Regions from separate parts of the Sus scrofa genome. Here region 1 is linked to region 2. Evidence: chromatin contacts called from public Hi-C data. All regions are on one chromosome and are shown on one strand. The core of a region is the stretch at or near the end of the contact, and the rest is flanking DNA. Distances in the headings are between cores, read along the strand shown.

What was found. A called contact is a pair of places that touch in the nucleus more often than the background predicts.
Region 1: a Hi-C map of liver shows a contact between it and region 2, with 2.9 times the contacts expected there. A contact is called at or near these places in 1 of 5 promoter capture datasets (liver), 12 of 47 Hi-C or Micro-C datasets (embryonic fibroblasts, fetal heart ventricle, fetal liver and 4 more) and 1 of 2 datasets of targeted methods (skeletal muscle).

What each region holds. Positions count from the first base shown.
Region 1 is chr3:68,681,062-68,687,882 of Sscrofa11.1, reverse strand. It overlaps the pseudogene LOC110260121 and the pseudogene LOC110260122. Among named protein-coding and RNA genes, the nearest start is that of DCTN1, 42 kb to the right of the region's middle.
Region 2 is chr3:68,640,238-68,647,059 of Sscrofa11.1, reverse strand. DCTN1 (dynactin subunit 1) reads right to left here and starts at 4,498. Exons shown (of 28, transcript XM_021087359.1): 1 at 3,562-4,498. LOC100737572 (a long non-coding RNA gene) reads left to right here. Exons shown (of 3, transcript XR_135162.4): 2 at 3,233-3,369; 3 at 6,258-6,822.

The sequences.
Region 1 (6,821 bases), core at 148-2,647, 44 kb before region 2:
ATTTTTCCCAAGACTCGTCTACCCGCCCCCCCACTCCCCAAGGGGATGCGCTTGAATCCAACCAAGGGAACCCAGCCTGCTGGTGGGGGTGTAAACCAATACAGCCACTATGTAAAAACAATGTGACAATGTTTAATAAAGATGAAAATACACATACTTGAGTGACCAAGTACTTTCACTTGTGTATGTGTGTTCCAGGGCACACAAACAAGAATGTTTACACAACACCGTTTGTAGGTGCTCAAACATGAAAGCAACCTGAATGTCTATCAGGAGTAGAATGGATAGGTAAATTTCAGTCTTTTCACTCTGTCCCCGACTGACTTTAAGTGAGCGGGCATATTTCTTTCTTTTTCCCTTTCTTTTTTTTTAGGGCTGCACATGCGGCATATTGAAGTTCCCAGGATAGGGGTCAAATCAGAGCTACAGTTGCTGGACTACATCGCAGCCACAGCAACACAGGATCTGAGCTGCATCTACAACCTACACCACAGCTCACAGCAACACAGATCCTTAACCCACTAAGCAAGGTCAGGGATCCAACCCCTGTCCTCATGGTTACTAGCTGGATTCACATTACCACTGAGCCATAACAGCAACTCCAGGGCATGCTTCTTTTTCGGGAATATCTTTATTTAAAACAGGAGCCCAACTACCTACCTTCCAAAATAGAGAAAGAGGATTTTCTTCCACTGAAAAATTAATTTCCAATATCATTGTGTTAATATGTCGGAAAATTCTAACAAGCGGTGGTCATGTTTTATCATTCTGTTAATCTAAGTGCTCCTTTTCTTTTTTTAATTCACTTTTTAAAACGTATACACTTAAATTTATATCTATAAAGTATTGAATCACTATATTTTAATTGTACACTTGAACCTAATACTGTAATTGAACAACACGTCAATAATGAATAAATAAAATTAGCATATTGGAGTTCCCATTGTGGCTCATTGGGTAAGGACTCAATGTTGTCCCTGTGAGGACGTGGGTTCAATTCCTGGCCTCGCTCAGTGGGTCAGGGATCTGGCATTGCCGTAAACTGTGGTGCAGGTCACAGACGCAGCTCGGATCCAGCATTGCTGTGGCTGTGGTGTAGGCCAGCAGCTGTAGCTCCGATTCGACCCCTAGCCTGGCCATGGGTGTGGCCCTAAAAAGCAAATAATAATAATAAAAATTTGTATATAATAAAATCCATTCTCTTTCGGGGTTCAATTCTATGAGTGTTAACTATGCATGATCTTTGCATTTTGTAGAAAGGAGTATCAAGATAGATTTAAAGTAATTTATGTTAAATACTGGGGCTTTGGAAAACAAAGTTTGATTTCACAACTTGGTTGGTAGGTTGTGTTTACTCTCTAAGTTCATGAAAGTGAAGTTCCACCAATCGATTCTTGCTCAATTGTCTAAGACTTGACTGCCTGCCAGGAGGCCAGTCCTGGGCTGACCCTTTCCACTAAGATCAGGAGGGGCTTTTCTGTAAAAAAAAAAAAAAAACAGGCCCGGCTTTTACTCTTCATGGGAAACTGACAAGCTGTTGCTGCAGGTGAAGGATGCAGCCAAGGATCTTTCTAAGCCAAGTGCCCTTGGCTGCCAAGTACACAGGCAAACCTAAACTCCAAAGGAGGGTCCTCCATATCTGAGCTACCATGTCTTTTAGAAAAGTGTCAAGATTTGATGGCCTAGAAAAAGAATGTATATATGTATGTGTGACTGGGTCACTTTGGTGCACAGTGGAAAATTTACAGACACGGTAAACCAACTATAATGGAAAAAATAAAAATCTTTAAAAAAAAAAAAAAGATTTGATGGCCTAAGCATTAAGGGAGAGTGAATACTTGGCCCCTCATTTCTCCAAGAAAGGAAGGGAACATTGGACCATTAACAATCATAGTCTCCCAAGTACGTTGTCAGCTAATTTAACTGTTTAACCAAAAAACCCACCATTTCATTCCATTTACTCTGACATAATGCCAAAAAAAAATTAAATTTCTAATTATTATTATTATTATTATTACTGTCTTTTTGCCATTTTCTTGGGCCACTCTCATGGCATATAGAGGTTCCCAGGCTAGGGGTCGATTTCAGAGCTGTAACCTCCGATCTACACCACAGCCACAGCAACTCGGGATCCGAGCTGTGTCTGTGACCTACACCACAGCTCACGGCAACGCCAGATCCTTAATCCACTGAGCGAGGCCAGGGATCGAACCCGCAACCTCGTGGTTCCTAGTTGGATTCGTTAACCACTGAGCCACGATGTGAACTCCAAATTTCTAATTTTTAGGAAAAAAAAAAAGAAATTTCTGCATGTCATTCCATCAAGACTACCTTCTCCAGTATTTCATCCTTCCCACTCCAGCTATTTTGACCTTTCTACTTCAGTGAGTGAGTTCACAAAAACGGGATGCTAGGCCTCACCAAGATGGTGAACTTGATGGCCAGGCTCTCTGGGGGAGTAGGAATTAGCATCTCCCTCAAGTCCCCAGGCTAATGTCGTTGGTCAGGGGACCACACCTGGAGAATCACTCTTCTAAATCTAACTAGTCTAACTAATAATTCACAGGAAATATGAAAGGTAGAGGAATTTATTAACATCATGAGGAGGCATTTAAGGAAAAAAAAAAATAGACTCTGAGAAATAGTTCCTTCAACAAATTATTAGAGAAAAGCAAGCAAGCAAGAACCTAGAGTTCCTGCTGTGGTGCAGTGGGTTAAGAATCTGCCTTCAGGGAGTTCCTGTCATGGCGCAGCAGAAAGGAATCTGACTAGGAAACGTGAGGTTGCAGGTTCAATCCCTGGCCTCGCTCAGTGGGTTAAGGATCCAGCGTTGCCCTGAGCTGTGATGAAGCTCACAGATGCGGCTCTGATCTACAGTTGCTGTGGCTGTGGAGTAGGCTGGTAGCTGCAGCTCTGATTCAACCCCTAGCCTGGAAACCTCCATTAGCTGTGGGTGCGGCCCTTAAAAAAAAAAAAAAAAAAAAAAAAAAAAGAATCTGCCTGCAGTGGATCGGATTGCTGTAGAGGTACAAGTTCAATCCCCAGCCAGGCACAGTGGGTTAAAAGGATCCAGCATTGCCACAGTTGTGGCATAAGACTCAGTTGTGGCTCAGATTCAATCTCTGGCCCAGAAATTTCCATATGCCACAGGTGTGGCCATACATTTTTTTAAAAAGGAAGAAAGAATGAACCTAGAGATTAAAGGGAACTTAATAGGCATGGAGAGCAAAGCCAAGACAGCAGCCCAGTCAAGAGTACAAGCTTTGTCCTGCACATGAAGCTGGATGTCAGTGTCTACCGGATTCTTCCCGGGGCCTCCAATAGTGGCTAAAGGCTGAAACTCAGACCAACCTGCTTAGACTGTTCACATCCAAATCACTTTAAAATCACTGCCTACATCAACTCAAGTGTCAAGTATCAGTGATGCTCTCTGCTCAGACACCAGCAGAAGAGACAGTGACAGATTCAAGTTTCTATTTTGTTTTTTTTTTTTTTTTTTTTTTTTTTTTTTTTGTCTTTTTTGTCGTTGCTATTTCTTGGGCTGCTCCCACGGCATATGGAGGTTCCCAGGCTAGGGGTTGAATCGGAGCTGTAGCCACCGGCCTACAGCCAGAGCCACAGCAACGCGGGATCCGAGCCGAGTCTGCAACCTACACCACAGCTCACGGCAACGCCGGATCGTTAACCCACTGAGCAAGGGCAGGGACCGAACCCGCAACCTCATGGTTTCTAGTCGGATTCGTTAACCACTGCGCCACGACGGGAATTCCCAAGTTTCTATTTTGTAATCTGGCTCCAGGATGACACTGGACATAGGGCTTTCACTGGCATTTGCTTCATACCTCAGGGTGATGTTTTTGACTTTAACATTCCTTTGCAAAATTACCTCAAGTGGGTAAGGCAGGTATCTGAGATATACAAAGAATCTCAGGAAATGGCCATTCATCCCAAGTTGACTCTGGGCTTCAAGGAAAGACTTGATGATCTCATCAAGTTAAGTAATGTAAACATTACAACCAAAAGATGACATATGTCTAAACTCAGGACGGCAAGGGACCAGAGGCCTCTGCTTACTCCTAACGCCACCTGGAGACAAAGTCCCTTTTCTCCCTCCATCCTCCGAGACTGCCATTAGCAATCACGTCGCCCCAACACTCATCCAAATCTAACCAGAGAAGCAGTGATGCAGATTTCCTTTTAAGTGGGACCCTCCTGCTCCTGTCATGACACAATGACTCTGAGCAATGACTTGGTGAGACTTTAGCACTGCATCCAGCTCTGTTCCAAACCTGGCACCCCAGCCATACAACTGAGTCCAGGTCTGAATAGCACTGGCAAGACATCAAGAACAGACCTGAAGAATAAAAATGTTCTTGAGAAGGTAGGGAAGAAAACCCCATCTTTGAGGAAGAAAATAAAGAAAGCGGAGGGGGTGCAGAAGTTAACCTGGTAAAAGACTTTTTTTTTAAGAATTACAACATACAATGTAAGGATTTGGGGATGATCAGAATCCTAATACTGAGCCGGGGGATATTCTTGAAGGCCTTGTCAAAGGGTTCATCACTGAAATGATACAAGATACCATCAACTGGAAGACAAGGTCAAGTACAAGTTAAAGATACCATCTTCTTGACTGGAAAGGATCCAGGGAAGTTTGCTGAGGTTAGAGTCTTGTTTACTATGAATGAAGAATTGAAACTAGAAAAGCATTGATGAAAACCTACTATGGATCTTGACCCCTTTTATAATTTCTGAAGCTTCCTTATTTTCTGGAGCAATCATATATAGTAACTGAGTATTTTCTATAGTAAGGTCCTGATCTCTAACAATGTAAATGAAATATGAATAAAAGTTTTTTCATGTCTTTGATTTTAGAGTAATATTTGAGATTTTAATTGCCTGTCTTTATATTATCATACCTAAATTACCTATTGGGTTTTAATGACCACACAAAATTAAAGTATCTTGCAAATCACAGTTCCTTCTGACTTTTTTCTTTAGGGCCACACCCACAGCATAGGCAGGTTCCTAGGCTTGGGGTCAAATTGTACTGCAGCTGCCAGCCTACACCACGGCCACAGCAATGCCAGATCCAAGGCAAGTCTGTGACCTACACCACAGCTCATGGCAATGCCAGATCCTTAACCCACTGAGTGAGGCCAGGGATTGAACCTGTATCCTCACGGATACTACTTGGGTTTGCTAACCACTGAACCATGACGGGAACTCCCCTTCTGACTTCTGAATATCAGAATGATGTGTTAGATCTTTGTACCACTGAGCTATAACCATGCAATATGTGAAACCTAAACATCACCTTGGACCCTATGAAACATGTTCCATGTATTCTCATTTCTAGACAACAGCAATCTAACAGATTATTAAAGACAGTGAATTAGCTTGTGTTTCTCTTTAATAAAAGATAATATACTCTTTTGTAAAAATGTTTATCTCAAAATAATTTATTTTAATATTTTCTTCAGAGACATAAATAAATAAATAAATAAATAAATAAATAAATAAATAGGAGTTCCTGTCATGGCTCAGTGGTTAATGAATCCAACTAGTAACCATGAGGTTGCGGGTTCCATCCTTGGCCTTGCTCAGTGGGTTAAGGATCCGGCATTGCCGTGAGCTGTGGTGTAGGTTGCAAACGTGGCTCGGGTCCCATGTTGCTGTGGCTGTGGTGTAGGCTGGCAGCTACAACTCCAATTAGACTCCTAGCCTGGAAACCTCCATGTGCCGAGGGAAGTGGCCCTAGAAAAAGGCAAAAAGACAAATAAATAAATAAATATTTTCTTCAGATAGCAAGTTTTTTTTTTGTTTTGTTTTGAGAAACTAAGTTTCACATGAATGCTTCAGTGTTGGAAGGCTTTTTTAATTTAGAAGCTTTGAGACTTATACATACTATTTGTCAAGCTGTAGGAGAACCCATTTCTGAGATCAGATTAAAGCTTCTTCTATTTATTTTTTTGGCCACGGCCATGACATGCAGAAGTTCCTACCACAGCAGTGACAAGGCTAGATCCTTAACCCACTAGGCCACCAGGGAACTACAGATTAAAGCTTCTAAAATAAATGCTTTCAGTAGCATCTGGAATGGCATTGCTTAAAAAGCTGATGGCAGAATAAGCATCTGGCATAGTGTCCTATTAATATATTTGTTAATACCTGTTCATTGTGGAAAACTATACTTGACTCAAATCATACATGGTTACAGAAAACACTTGCTCAACTTCTTGTAGTTCAGGATACACAAGATTTAGTGTAAATTTAACCACATTATATTATCATTGCACTTAATGACTGAAATTACATTTAAAAGGATCAATGAATGTTATTTGTAACACTGAACATTTTGCGTGGGCTTGTAAACATCTATAAATCAGTACTTGGGAAAATCCTACTTTCTTAACCTACTAATAACAGGAATATGAAAAATTAAACTGAAAACAAATTACCCTGGGAGCCCAAATCTTGGAGAAGCTGAAAACTCCTCCCTCCCGCAGAATTAAAATTACTGAGCAATCTTTTTCTTAGCTTCCCCATTGCATGCAGCTGGCTTATGGCATTCTCCCTTTGTGCAGCCATCATCAACAAGGCGGGACTGGCAGGTCTTACCATACCTCAAGGCTGACTGTGAAGGGCTCAGCAAGGTCAGGGAGAAAAGACCTCTAATAGCAGTAAAACTCTTTTTCCACCTTCCAAATTCCTCAACTTGTTTCAGTCGTCTCGTGACCCTCACGTGCCTCCTTGTAAAGTCTTATTTAGCAATTTCAGGGGACCAAAAACCCCTGCCATTTCCCTTTCCACTAAGCCAA
Region 2 (6,822 bases), core at 3,249-5,748:
CACTTTAGAAATACCTCTATAATATTACATTTTATTTAAAATAGCGTTTCTCATCCCATCGTGAGTTCCCTCAGGGCAAAGACTTTTTATACATCTCAGTATCCTAAGCACTGAACACAGAAGACGTGCAGTGCTGAAGAGAAGGCTATACCAACACCAGGCTCTATGGATACATGTTGGCTCTGACAGGTTTCCCAGAGACATCAGGGGGTAAACTTAACAGTCGTGCACACATACCCCAGCAGAGGCAGCTCCTTCTGCTCCATATAGGAGGATAAGAAACTGAAAGTGCAGGGACAAATCCAGGTCACATGGATTTTGGTAGTGTCACTAGATCTCAATCTCATATGCTTCCAGGGTAACCACAGAGAGAGACCTCTAGGCTCTAGGAAAAGTGCAGATCTTCTGGAAAATAGCTTTTAGTGAGGCCTTGGGCATGACAAGGGTCCAGTCTCTGTTTCAATGAAGCCTTCAGTGGACATACAGGAGCTTGGGGAGGTGAAACTGGACAGCCAATTTGTCTATCAGCCAGGTGCAACTAGTACTAGCCAGAACTTCAAAAGAAAAGTTATATAGGAGTTCCCGTCGTGGCACAGTGGTTAACGAATCCAACTAGGAACCATGAGGTTTCGGGTTCGGTCCCTGCCCTTGCTCAGTGGGTTAACGATCCGGCATTGCCGTGAGCTGTGGTGTAGGTTGCAGACGCGGCTCAGATCCTGCGTTGCTGTGGCTCTGGCGTAGGCCAGTGGCTACAGCTCTGATTCGACCCCTAGCCTGGGAACCTCCATATGCCACGAAAGCGGCCCAAAGAAATAGCAGAAAGACAAAAAAAAAAAAAAAAAAAAGTTATATAAAACCAAATCTAGGGTCTCCAGGATGGCGAGGACCTTGAGATAACTTTGAATCAGTCAACTGCTCAGTACTTACCCCCTTGGGGGACACTGAGGATCCAGCTCCCATTTCCCTTGCTATGGGACAGATCACCCAAGGCCCCACACACTCTCCAGTACCTGTAGACAGGCTAAATAACCTAGGAATCCTCTACTACATTCCCTCCCAACCCGTAACTCCAGGCAGCCACTAGCAATGATAGATACAGCACTTGTCAGTTACGTATTATGATTTTCCCAACAATTCTGACTCCTCCCTAACAACTTCTTTTCCTTTGTACCCTCATTCTCAGGCAGGCCCAACTTATCAATTCTTCCTCAGTATTGCCTCCTGCAGCCTTCCTTTCTCCCCATTACCACTGTCATCACTTTGGCCTGCCATGTAATACCCCTGAGAATTAAGGCAAATCATTTATCCTCTTTGGTGACTCATTTATAAATCAGGGAAACAGCTGACCTGTCTACCTCACAGGAAAGGTAGTCTGAGAAACGTTCTCTAATCTGTAAACTGTTACACATAAATAAAAGGCGTTACGATGATCATCAGCGTAAGTCTTCTTTACTGATAGGTGAGGCACATCTGGCTCCCTGGCTCTCTCTGTCCCCATTTCCAATCACATCATACACCACGGCAAGAAGATACACACTCTAAAAAATTGCTTTGCCTAAAATCTTTCACTGACATGCCACTTCTTATTTTAATCAAACAAGCCTGGATCTGACATATGCAGTGTCATCTCTGCACCACGATCAGCTGCTTAGAATGTTTTCTCCAGTTGTGTAAGCCCCACTCATCCCTCAAAATCCAGCTACAGCCTCACTACACTCCACAAAGAAGGACTGAATTTAAGAGAGAGGGATGTGAAGCAATGTCATGGTAGAATAAAAGATAAATCGGTTTGGGGAAAACTTGGTAAAAACACTGTCATCTCACATTTTAAGAGTCATCTCTTTAAAAAGAGATTGTACTTTTTTATCTGTTTGATGCTAAAAGATAACCTGGGACCAAGAGGATGGAAGATACAGAGATGTATTTTAGCAACGTGAAAACTTTCTTTATTATGCTATCCCAAGATGCAACAGGATGCCTTACATGCAGTAAATTCCCATAATTAGAAATGTTCAAGCCCAAATTGGCCATTGGGCAAGGATATTTTATTTATTTACTTACTTATTTATTTACTTATTTACTTTGCTTTTGAGGGCCGCATGCACGGCATATAGAGGTTCCCAGGCTAGGGGTCTAATCGGAGCTACAGCTGCCAGCCTATGCCAGTCACAGCAACGCCAGATCCTTAACCCACTGAGCGAGGCCAGGGATTGAACCAGCAACCTCATGGTTCCTAGTCGGATTCGTTTTCGCTGCGCCATGACGGGAACGCCCAAGGATATTTTAGATGGTGTTCAACTCTCACAAGAGTAACTGGACTGGAATCACATTTTAGATCTGAGAGGAACCTTAGAGATCTTCTAGGCTAGCCTCCTACTTTATAGGCCTTGACAGGGGACGTGATCATTCAAGGCAGCACAGCTTGTTCTGGAAAGCAGGGATCAGAGCTCCGTGTCTATCAATCCAGTGATCTATACCCCTGCCACTCAAAGTGTGCGGTCTATGGAAGAACAGTGTCAGCATCACCTGGGAATTTGTTAAAAATGTAGAACCAACCAATGCATATACCATTAAAATTCAAAAGGCACTGACCTACACTGCCCCTTCCAAACCTTGAGTTTCTGATTCCAAAACTCCATTTCCCAAACTGCTGCATATGTTAAACAGAGGCAACCCCCAAGAATAACAGCCTTTTCCATTCAAATTTGGGAAACTCTCCAGACTATACTCTCAGTGGGAAATTCGTGGAAAATATCATTAGCATATTGAAAGCTCTGAAATACTCTCTAGTAGAGAAAACTAAACATCTCTGACCACAAAATGCCTTTTAGAACAAAAAGTTATCGCTAGCTACAATCGTTAACATCCAGGGTGGCTTGGGCTTTAGCAGTACACCAGGTAACGCCAATCTCCACCTCATAGAGTCCTGACTCTCAGTACCTTAAGGAACAGTATGTGGTCAAGACAGGCTTGCTGCTCTCCTCAGTGTAATAAATGAGAGTAAGTTTCTAAGCCATTGCCTCTTTAAAAACAGCGGAGTTTCTCATCTGCATGATTTAGCCGTGGGGATGCGCAAGATGACTGTTCTAGGGTCATCCTGCCAGTTAGGGCGGGCCCCAGAAATGAGAGACACAGACACACCAAACGCATGTCCAGACCCCCATGCTTGGGGCCTCTATTTTTTTTTTTTTTCTTTCTGTTTAACACAACTTCTCAACCGTGTGCCCCTCAGGAAACCTGTAGCTCCGAATGGGTTCAGGGGTGCCTCGGGCGCTCCCAGGAAAGGAGGTGAACCCTTACAGTTCTGGAGGAATTCGGAGGCGCAATCACTCGGACCCCGGGAGAATACCGCCAGGCTGAAGAGCTCAGGTGGGTCGGACCGGCCCAAACCCGAGTGAGCACCCACCCCACCCCCGGCCCCGGCCCACCCCCGCCGTCCCCCGCCCCGCACACTGGGCTCCCGACTGTGCCCTAGGCGAGCGCCGAGGCCCCAGAGCACCGCCAAGAGCCTCGCCAACACCGTGGGGGAGGAGGCGGTTCCCAGGGTCGCCGCCTCCGTACCTGTCCTGTCAGGGGCTCCGCGCCCGGCTCCGGGCCCCACCGGCGACCGACGCCCAAGCCCTAGCTGGGCCCGCCTATCCCGCATCGGCTGCCCGCAGCGCCGCCCGATCCCTGCGGGCGCACCCCAGTCCCCCTCGCCGCTGAGGCCCTGAGGCGTTCTGGGTCGGGGGAACACGTTACTCTTCCCCGAAGACCACCCGCATTTAAAAACAGCGCGCTGAGCGCGGCCGAGGAGACTTCGATCAGGCACAAAGCTGGACACCTGGAGAGAAATAGGCGCGTGCGCACTGCGCGTGGGAAGGCGATTAGGACCACAGGAGAGAGGCCAGCGGCGGCCAGCGCCCTCTCCCGGCAGAGGGGAGGCAAAGGACTCCTTTGCGTTGAGCATGTGTGTTCCCCAGAGGGTCGCTGCTCTCTTGAGTGCGAAGCCGCTAACGAAAACAGTATCGATAAACCGTATTTCGCCAAGTAGTTGCGGGAGAGAATAAATTTTGCTGTTGTTCAGTATTATCCATCATATGGGGATTCAGGCATTCTAAGACCTTATGATGAAAATATAAAATAATGCAAATGTACATAATAGAATTTTGGCTTTTTTTTTTTAATTTAAAGAAAGAAAACGTTAGAAAGTATAAAGTCCTCGGGAGTTCCCTTGGTGGCTCCGCGGTAACAAACCTGACTAGTAGCCTTGAGGATGAGGGCTGGATCCCTGGCCTCGCTCAGTGGGTTGGGGATCCCTCACTGCCCTGAGCTGTGGTGTGGGTAGCAGCAGGGGCTCGGATCCTGTGTTCCTGCGGCTGGGCTGTGGCGTGCGTGGGCTGTCTGTTACAGCTCCAGTTGGACCTCTAGCCTGGGAACTTCAATTTGCCGCGGGTGCGCCCCTTGAAAAAAAAAAAAAAGGTACAAATTCTTTGGCCCACTGCACCTGTTTCTAACAATGGGGGAAAAAAAACAAAAACAAAAACAAAAAACCTAGAACAAGTGTTCCAAGATGTCTGCACAAGGATGTTGGGAGAGCCGGAATTTACTAGACAATGGGTTCCATTTCGGTTTACTGACTACGGGAGATTTTTGGCTTAGTTACTTAACCCCTCCCAGCCTCTGTTTCCTCTTTCATAAAATGAGAATGTTAATGATAGAATCTACATTAGGAAGATTGTGAATCCATGTATAGAGTCTGAATTTTAACTAGTGTAATGTATGTTTATCTCAGTTAATCTCAGATTGAAAAACAACCTGAGGAGTTCCCTTGTGGTGCAGTGGGTTAAGTATCCAGCGCTGTCACTGCAGTGGCCTGGGTGGTTCCATCCCTGACCCAGGAACTTCTACATGCCCTAGCCAACAAATAAATAAATAAATTTGAAGGCTTTTAAATTCACTGTATACATATATTTTGTTAATTGTGCTAATATCCGTAACATAAAATTTACATTTTAAGTGTACAGTTCAGGGCACTAAGCACATTTACATTATCGTGCAGCCATCGATCGCCATTATCCATCTCCAGAATTTTCTCATCTTTCCAAACTGAAACTCGGTATCCATTAAACACTAACTCTCTTTTCTCCCCTAACCCTAGGCCCCAGTAACAAGCATTCTACTTTCTGTCTCTACGAATTTGACTATTATAAGTACCTCATATAAATAGAATCATACACTTCTCTCTGGCTCATTAAGGATTGGCATTGTCACTGCAGAGGCTTTGCATTGCTGCTGTGGCATGGGTTCCATCACTGGCTCAGGGATTTTGTCATGTGAGCACAGCCAAAAAAAAAAATAATAATAAAATCATGCAATATTTGTCCTTTTGTGTCTGGCTTATATCTTCAAAATTAATTCATGTTGAAGTACTATGTTTTCTTTATCCAATATATATGTTTTATTTATACCAATATACCATTTTATTTATCCATTCACCCATCAATGACCATTTGGGTTGCTTCTAGCTTTTGGCTATCACAAATAAGCACATTTTTAAAAACATAAATACATGTCCCATTCATCCTATTCCCAAGATCCCTACCCAAAGCTATCTGATTTTTGTTTGCAGTTCCAAAGTCAGTCTCTAAAAACTTAAGCATTTTAGATGCAAAGAGCAGCTTTCTATACACACTGTTCCAAATCTTGTTTGTTCAATTGACATATAGTTGCTTTACAATGTTATGTTAGTTTCTGGTATACAGCAAAGTGATTCAGACATATAGATATACATCAATACATCTCTATCTCTATATAGATATATCTAGATATATATACATTCGATATATCTATATATAGATAAATAAATTTTCAGATTCCTTTCCATTATAGGTTATTACAACCTATTGAATATAATTCCCCTGTGCTGAATTTGTTTTTATCTCCACTGGACAATACATCTTGGAGACTGTCTATATTAGTACATATTGATCTGCCTTGAAACTTTTGTAACATATATTTTCAATTTGAGCTGGAGCCATCCCTCTGAGTGCTTTAACAACCTTTAATGAATTAATGAATATGCTGAGCTTTCAAGTGAGGATGAAACTTGGGTAGAATCCGGGTAGTGATACAGGAAAGACACATGAAAAGGGTCCCACTGACTCTAAAGGACAGGATGTGCAAACAGGAAACACGATGTTTCTTTTATACTGAATTAGTCTGAGTGGTCTTCAAAGAAAATTAATATTGTCTTTGTCTTATGTATTTTTTCATAGGTGCTAACCTGAGGCCCCTTCTGATGGGGAACCTGAACAGGACCCCAAGGACCCCAAAATTTCCTCCCAACCTGTGATGCTGAACAGAAGAGAACATCTGTTCACTTTTGGGTGGACTCCTAGGCACTCTGGAACACGGGAAGTAACCGAGAGGGAAACACCACCCTTTGAATAAACAAATTTTGTTTTCCAGAGGGAGGAGGTGGATTTCAGGCTGAGAGACTTGGAGAGGTAATTGGATAAAGGCAGCGAGCAAATCAAGGGTGACAAAGCCAGGCATGGGAGAGGACAGATACAGGGGAGAGAAGCATCTACATCAGCCATACCAGGCTGTCCAAAGGAAATAAATGTAGGAGTTGCCCTTGTAGCTCAGTGGAAACAAACCCGACTAGTATCCATGAAAACACAGGTTCGATCCCTAGCTCCACTCACTGGGTTAAACATCTGGCATTGCCGTGAGCTGTGGTGTAGGTCGCAGACATGGCTCTGATCTGGCATTGCTGTGGCTGTGGCGTATGCTTGCAGCTGTAGCTCTGATTCGACCCCTAGCCTGGGAACCTCCATA